Regions from separate parts of the Mus musculus genome. Here region 2 is linked to region 1. Evidence: chromatin contacts called from public HiChIP or PLAC-seq data. All regions are on one chromosome and are shown on one strand. Each heading gives the region's core, a stretch centred on a gene start, on an enhancer-like site or on the middle of the called end of the contact. The rest is flanking DNA. Distances are from core to core; before and after follow the strand shown. Region 1 holds the start of Ttf1 (transcription termination factor, RNA polymerase I). Region 2 overlaps Setx (senataxin).

The links. HiChIP or PLAC-seq counts read pairs in DNA pulled down with a chosen protein or histone mark.
Region 2: an H3K27ac HiChIP or PLAC-seq map of embryonic stem cells shows a contact between it and region 1, with 12 read pairs. The contact joins the enhancer-like site here to the promoter of Ttf1 in region 1. A contact is called at or near these places in 8 of 39 promoter capture datasets (the HPC-7 cell line, HPC-7-derived erythroid cells, embryonic stem cells and 5 more), 1 of 15 datasets of contacts at CTCF or cohesin (CD8 T cells), 29 of 484 Hi-C or Micro-C datasets (the AML12 cell line, CD8 T cells, Th2 cells and 15 more), 12 of 115 datasets of contacts at active chromatin or transcription factors (the 230-238 cell line, CD8 T cells, bone marrow-derived macrophages and 4 more) and 4 of 9 other capture datasets (adipose tissue, embryonic stem cells, liver and 1 more).

The regions. Positions count from the first base shown.
Region 1 is chr2:29,057,969-29,061,933 of GRCm38.p6, reverse strand. Ttf1 (transcription termination factor, RNA polymerase I) reads right to left here and starts at 1,671. Exons shown (of 12, transcript NM_009442.2): 1 at 1,631-1,671.
Region 2 is chr2:29,150,462-29,154,426 of GRCm38.p6, reverse strand. Setx (senataxin) reads right to left here. Exons shown (of 26, transcript NM_198033.2): 12 at 331-489. Among named protein-coding and RNA genes, the nearest start is that of Setx, 27 kb to the right of the region's middle. Within about 2 kb of position 2,261, at least 5 of the 459 cell types and tissues checked have an H3K27ac peak or open chromatin away from gene starts, as enhancers often do. A contact at or near this core is called in embryonic stem cells, where this site is marked.

The DNA.
Region 1 (3,965 bases), core at 422-2,921:
GCTCTGTTTTAGACCTTCCTCCCTCAGAAATATCCCCCATCTGGAAAGTGGTACCTAGGGACGCAGGGGACCCTTTCAAAGACTTTGCAAGGTATGACACAGCAGGAGTGAACTAGGGCTAAGGATCTAAGACAGTCTTACATAATCACTGTAGCCCCAGAACCTAATCTGGTTCTGCTTAGTAGTTTTCATTTTTTTTGGCATGAATTAATGCTTTCCTTTTGGCTGTCCCTGTGCTGAGAACAGAAGGAAAACCCACAAGTGGGCAGTTGGGCTGTATTAAAATCACGGCTGGAACCAGAACACTCTCCAGAACAAGTTCTGTTTCTCTAGACCCGAGTGTCCCCTAGGGTAGCTACTAGCCAGATGAAGTTATTGAACACTTGAAATGGCGTAGGACCAAACTGTAAAACGGAAATGGATATGCTAGCCATCCATCAGTCTCTTCCCTGAGCACCACTGCCAGAGCTCCCCTGGTTCCTGACCCTCCTAGGAGTCATCATTAGGAGTCGGGTCCCTATTTTCCTCCACATCCTTATTGTGATAACACATTTAGTTACTCTTTTATTGGGGGCTTTTGTTTGTCTTTTAAAGCTGTTGAGCTCTTTTTGGGCCCCAGAGAAATTTTTGCCAAGGGCTGAGGTCACTTCGGTAACAATTAATTACAACCACTTTTCCTGAACCTTGTTTGTAATTAAGAAAAAAAAAAAGGATTATATTTTGTGTGTATGAATGCACCTCCTGTCTGCTGGGTGCTCGTGGAGGTCCCTAGAACTTAAGTCATAAATGGGTGTAACCTACTATATAGAACTGGCTGCTGGGAACCAGGCCCAAGTCTTCTACACAAGCAACAAGTGCTCTTAGCCGCTGAACCATCTCTTCACACCCTTACCCAATCTTGAGGAACGAGAGGGATTTATGCATTAGAGCTTAATTATTTATCCTCACTAAATGCGCAGGAAAAAGGGTGTAAGTGGAGAAGCTAAAAGTTTAAACTCCGGTCCTATGTTTGTGCAAGTATTTTACTTGCTAAGCCATCTCCTCAACCTCAACTCTTTTGTCTGTTATTCTTCGTGTAAAATCAACATCCTTTCAGACCTCCAGGGCCTTCAGGTCCTCATAACAAGGTCTGGCCCTTGCAGTTCATTTCTTGACATCCTCTGTCTTGGGAAGTGTTCCGATTTCCTAACGGCCTCGCGATGCCGTTAAGCCCGATGACTAGCCTCGGTGCGAAAGCCACTTTATCAGGGTACAGTCACGGACTCCAAACTGGGTCCCACCGTCCCTTCCGCACAAACTTCCCAAACAGCCCGGCAGTTTCTCGAGAAGCGCTCAGCTTCAACTACGGAGCGGAAAAGCGCCTAACCCACTAACCCCACTTCCGGCCCCGCGCAACCTCCGCTCACCACCCTAGCTTCTGACTGACCCTGCTCTGTCCCGGGCCGGCGACCGGAGGAACAGACTAGAAGGAACCCGCGGGCCGCGGCCTGGCTCCCAGGCCCCCACTGCCCCCGGCGGCGAGGAACAGGCACAACCGCCTCAGGCCGCAGCCTCACTCGGAACGTGGCACCAGCGCAGCCGCCCGCCACACTTGGGGCGCAGAAACTCAAGGAAAGCTCATCCAACCTACCCAGCGACAATGTAGCGCTCGTCTTCCAACCCGGAAGTGTTGTTAGGCGGAAATACTGTACTGACTTCCGGCCAGCTGCGCATCCGGCTGCCATAGTAACATGGAGGCGCGCAAGGATTGGACGCATGCGTAGTTGTCTATCTATGGTCGTGACGCTACGTATAGGATAGAGAAAAAGAGTGCCCTTCTAATTAAGCAACCCAGGCAAATCCCAGCCCTCCAGAAGCACAGGCAGGTATATGTGAGCTTGAAGCAAGCCTGATCTACAAAGAGAATTTGAAGCCAGTCTATACAGTGAGACTCTCATAGTAGTAGTAGTAGTAATAATAATAATAATAATAATAATAAGCCAAAACTTAGCTTATAAGCAGCCAGGCAGTGGTGGCACATGCCTTTAATCCTAGTAGAGGCAAGGCAGATCTATGAGTTTGAGGCCTGGTCCAGGACAGTCAAGGCTACACAGAAAAACCCCATCTCGAAAAGAAAAAAAAAAGTGAAAAATGTAATTGAGCCATCAAATTAGAGCTAATATCTATACCACTGGAACGTTAAAACAGTTACATTTTTGTGTGGTGATCATAAAAGTTGAAAGCTTTTCTCTTGTTTATTTGAGACAGGGTCTCATGTAGCCTAGGGTGCCTTCAAACTCACCATGGACTTCTCATTCCTTTGCCTCTACTTTCAGTACTGAGATAACAGGCAGGTACCATCATACCAGGTTTTATGCTGTGCCAGGGACTGATGCATGCTGAACAAGCACTCTACCAACTGAGCCGTATAGCAGCCTAAAAGCTGTCTTCTTGACTCTTACAACAATCCTATGTTGTGGGTATCTGTATTAGGTAATACTGTCTCAGTCCCTTCTTTTTTTTTAAAGATTTATTTATTTATTATATGTAAGTAAGTACACTGTAGCTGTCTCCAGACACTCCAGAAGAGGGCGTCAGGTCATGTTACAGATGGTTGTGAGCCACCATGTGGTTGCTGGGATTTGAACTTCGGACCTTCGGAAGAGCAGTCGGGTGCTCTTACCCACTGAGCCATTTCACCAGCCCTCAGTCCCTTCTTGTAGTGGGAAAATTTGAGGCTTTTGGTAAGATGATCTATCTGGTCCAGGGTTCCAATCCATGCTTTCCCCTCTACTATTCTTCTTTTCTTCAAACTACTGTGGGTTCCTCTGTGTGAGCTACTAAGCACCTTTGATTAAAATGGGCTGGAGAGATGGTTTAGTGGTTAAGAGCACTTACTGCTTTTCCAGAGGACCCAGGTTCAGTTCCCAGCACCTATGAGGTGGCTTACAGCTGTCCATAAGTCCAGTTCCAGGGGATGGGCTCCAATGCCCTCCTCTGACCTCTCGGGCACTGGGTGTATACATATGGTAGACATGCATATCATGTGCAGGCAAAACACTTATATACATTAAAAAAGTAAATCTTGAGGAAAATACCTAAAAAAAAATAAAATTAAATAAAAAAAAAGTAAATCTTTAAAAAAATGCACAATTTGCCAGCTGTAGTAACAAATGCCTGTAATTCCAGCATTTGTAATGCTGAGGCAGGAGGATCACAGGTTTGGGTTACATAGTGAAGCAATCTGGAAAAACTGTAAGCAAACACACCGAGTCAGGCTTGTCTGAGCAGCTGGAAGTTTGCGCTGTCTGCTTTGGTACTGACAGTGTCCACTGCTGGTCGGTAAAGCCTTGACATTCAGAGTTCAGATTGGTTATCAGTGTGTCTTGCTCCATGATGAACTCAGGGCCTTGTGGAAGTGGGTGTTTTTGCATTTAGTGCTGAAGATGGATCAGTGAACTCACATATACTGCATATATGTGGGGCATAGACTTTCCTGTAGGCCAAAACCCATATGAGTACAATAAAATAAAGCATTTCACAGAAAGAATTCTTTCTTTTTCAAAATTTTATAAATTTAATGTGCATTGGTGTTTTGCCTGCATGTGTGTTTGTGAAGGTGTCAGATCCCCTGGAATTGGAGCTATAGACAGTTGTTGTGAGCTGCCATGTGGGTACTGGGAATTGAACCCAGGTCCTCTGGAAGAGCAACCAATAACCATTGAGCCTCTAAAAAGAATTCTTATTTTTCATATGTCTGCATAATAGACATCATTACTGTACCACATTAAAATCCATGGACATGGAGCAGGAGAGACAGCTTATTGGTTAAGAACACTTGTTTGGGGCTGGCAAGATGGTTCAGCAGGTAAGAGTACTGACTGCTCTTCTGAAGGTCCTGTGTTCAAATTTCAGCAACCACATAGTGGCTCACAACCATCCATAATGAGATCTGATGCCCTCTTCTGGTGCGTCTGAAGACAGCC
Region 2 (3,965 bases), core at 1,012-3,511, 92 kb before region 1:
AGAACATAAAAGATATTGCTTTTCCAGAGAACCTGAGTTGGGTTTCCCAATACCCATGATGCTGGGCAGCTCCTAACTGCCTCTAACTCCAGCTCTAAGGGGATCCAGCATATCTGGCCTCAGCAGGCACCTGCACTTGTATGCATTCACCTACATACACATAATTTTAAAAAAAGCTTTTAAATAGTAAGCAATAAACTCAGGATCTTAGGTGGGAAAATAGAAAAAGAATTCTAATTGGAAACTGATCAACCTGGCATAAAACAAAATACAAAGCTAAGCATAATGTACAGCAAATGAGATCATCTTGTTGACCCCTTATTTACTTACTAACTGAAGTGCGACGAAACTTATGAACATAGCCACAGTAATAGTGACTGCAATCTTGCATGCCATGCCTGTCCATATAACTCTTCTCAGGAGCCAGAAACACCAGATCATTTTCCTTTGGGTGAAGCTGTTTAGCAAGTTCAGATTCGTTCAAGTAAACTATGAAACAAAAATTGGCATTTATGCAATTTTTAACAGATTTCAAGATCAATTACGAGAAATTAAACCTTTGCACTAAGTTCCAAAGTATAAAGTCCTGATGAATTCTCTCTATATACTGGAAGGGTGACCTAAGCCAATAAAAATGTAAAAATCTGATGCAGACCAAACAGTGGCAGCTGTGGTTGCCTATATATGACCTGTCCAAGATCAAGCTGCTTCAAAAGTCCAGCATGGAAAGGAGGAGGGCTCCACAGGTCCCACCACTAGCTGAGGAGTTGCAGGCAATTGATGGTTATAAGGGAGGAAGGGTCACTTTTCTTTAGGAGGATGGACACTTGATAAGATTACACAGGTTCGCCGGGCAATGGTGGCACGTATATACACGCCTTTAATCCCAGCACTTGGGAGGCAGAGGCAGGCGGATTTCTGAGTTTGAGGCCAGCCTGGTCTACAGAGTGAGTTCCAGGACAGCCAGGGCTACACAGAGAAACCCTGTCTCAAAAAAAAAAAAAAAAAAAAAGATCCCACAGGTTCCAGTGGATGACCCCACATCCAGGCACAGAAAAGTAGCACCAAGTGGCCTTAGAGAGATGTAAAGGAATCAGCTGGGTGGTGGTGGTGGTACGTGCCTTTAATCTCAAGGCAGATAAAGCTCGTGAATCCTAGCCAGCCTGGTTTACAGAATTCCAGGACAACCAAGAGCTATGCAGAGAAATCCTGTCTCAAACCCCACTCTACCCTCACCCCCCACCCTCCAAAAGTACAAAGTAACATGCACTGGCTGCTCTTCTTAGAGGACCTGAGTTCACCACCCATTCACCACTCCTCTTACCTCACTTAGGACCAATCAACTTAAAAGTCAGCTGATAGTACTAAGCCTTCACCCTTGCCATCTTACTTTTGAACTTGGCTTTTCCTTTAAAAAGCCTGCCCTAAGAACAGACTAGTACTACAACTGGGATCCTGGGTCCTAATAAATCAGTCTTGGGGTGTGCATTAAATAAACTATTCTCGCTTAACTGAGATGGCTGTTTAATGGTTTGTGTGGCAATTCCTGAACCCCAACATTTTATGTATATAAATCTTTGGCCTGCATGATGTATATATGTGTACCACCTGCATCCCTATTGGACTCTAGAACTGGAGTTATGTATGGCTGTGAGCTACCACATGGGTACTAGGGATAGAATCTGGATCTTCTTCAAAAGCAACAAGTACTTTTTAACTGAGTTCTCTCTCCTTCCCTGTGACCCTGAACCCTTTACCCTTTACCTTAGCCTCTCAAGTGCTAGGATTATAGCATGTGCCATCAGGCCTGACTTTTTACTGGGTTTGTTTTTAATATAAGATTTTTCTGTGTAGTTCTGACTGTCCTGGAACTCACTCTGTAGACCAGGCTGTCTTCCTGCCTGTGTCTCCTGAGTAGTGGGATTAAAGGTATGCTCCACCACTCCGCCCAGGTCTTTCTACTGGTTCTTAACCACAGAGTTCTCTCTTGTGTTCTCCAATTTCAAAATCACAGGCTCAAGAAACTCAGAAATAGATCTAAGTACACAAAGATACTTTAAAGCTACTAATGGCATTCCACACAAGGGATATAAAGTAAACAAGACTAGGAAAATAAAGCAAGCACTACAATAAAAAGGTTCACATCAACCGAGTCAGCTGAGCACTAAGAATGGAGATGAGGCAGATGGTACAAGTCAATCAGAACTATGAACAATCAATATTGTTATGTTAATGCAAGCAGCAAAAGACACAAGTGCAGAGACTGTAGAATTCCATTCTTACAATCTGTAACAACGGCAAGAAGAGACAGCACACCAGAGACTCACAAGAACAAAACCAGGAGGAGAGGGAGGGGTAACTAAAGAAGCCTAAGTAAATGTTTCAGGGGGTGGGGGGTGGGGTGGGGTAGGAAGCCCCTCTCTTCAATGAGGGAGCTCAACTTCTAAAAGAAGTAACTTTAACATATCATACAAAGGACTGGGGAGGGACGTAGCTCGGTCAGCAAAGTGCTTATCTCACAACCACTGAGGACCTGAGTTTCAAACCTAGAACTCTCAGAGAGAGGCTGGGCATGTTACAGGTGGGGCAGTGGAGGGCTGCTCTTTTATAGGACATGGGTTCAACCTCCAGTACTCACATGATAGCTAATAACCATCTGTAACTCTAGTCCTAGCAATTCAACATCTTCTGCCTTCCACACCCTTACACACACCATTTTGTTTTTTAAAAGATTGGTCATGGTGAGACACGCTTAAAATAATATAGTATGGTTAAGCAGGAGACTGAGATCCCTCTGGCTCACTGGCCTGTCAAGTCTAGCCTAACTGGTGAGTTCCAGGACAATGAGATCCTACTTCAAAACCTAAGGTTGTTCTCTGGCTCCCATAGGTGCTATACACACAAGCACACGCACATGCACAAGGAAAACACTGAATAAACCTAACCATAGTTGGGGTTGTAAAAACTATCTTTAACAAGAAATTTTCAACTGTGTTACAATATAGCTCAGTGATGGAATACAAAGGTCCTAGGTTCTAATTCCAAAATCCCAAAACAAATTAAGAAAAAACAAACAAAACAAACAGGGAAGAAAAAAAGGGGCACAACACAGATTGTGGAAAACAGTAACTTCACAGAAGATACTCAGCAATCAAGTGATCAGACTGAGTTGCCACCAAGAAAAGCTATTCTTCTGTTCTATTTTTACCAAATGCATAAAACCTCAAGTCTAAGGTAACATCTGGGAAACAAAGAGTGTGTTCTACAAACTAACTGGTAGAAAGAACATGCAGTGAAGACAGGCTGAGGAGTGAACTACGCTAGACCACTGGGGACTGAGAGGAGACAGCACAACTCCAGATGTTTGGACTTTAGACTGGATCCCAGGACAGAAAACAGGCATCACTGGGACCGCAGCTGTGTTATGAATGAGGCCTCTCTCATACTCTGTACTAGAGCAATGCTAACCCCTGATTCCATCACTGTTCCATGTATGTGAGATTTTAACATGTGAGAAGGCTTGTTGAAAACTCTGTGGAGTCTGAGTTCTACATTTCTGTAAACTCTAAAATTTGAATGTGAAAAGTTGGTTCTTCCAACCCAAGTTCCCGGGTTCATCACCTAACCCACTATAAACCCTCTTCCACGAGAGCTGCTTCCTAACAATATCAGGGTTTGCTTCACTCACAATCCACAAGAGTTCGACAACTACAAAACCAGCTCTACCATAAATGTACTAGTATCTCCGTGGATATATTATAGATTTGGTATATAAGAGGCACTCATTTCTATTGTATTTTACTTGTCACTCTTCACTGATTTAATAGTACAAAAGTCAGGTGTGTTGTGTGCAGTGTGCCTTGAATCTCAGCACTCAGGGAAGCAGAGGCAAGCAGATCTTTGTGAAATGAGGGCAGCCTGGTCTACTATTGAGTTCCAAGACAGCCAGGGAGACACACACAGAA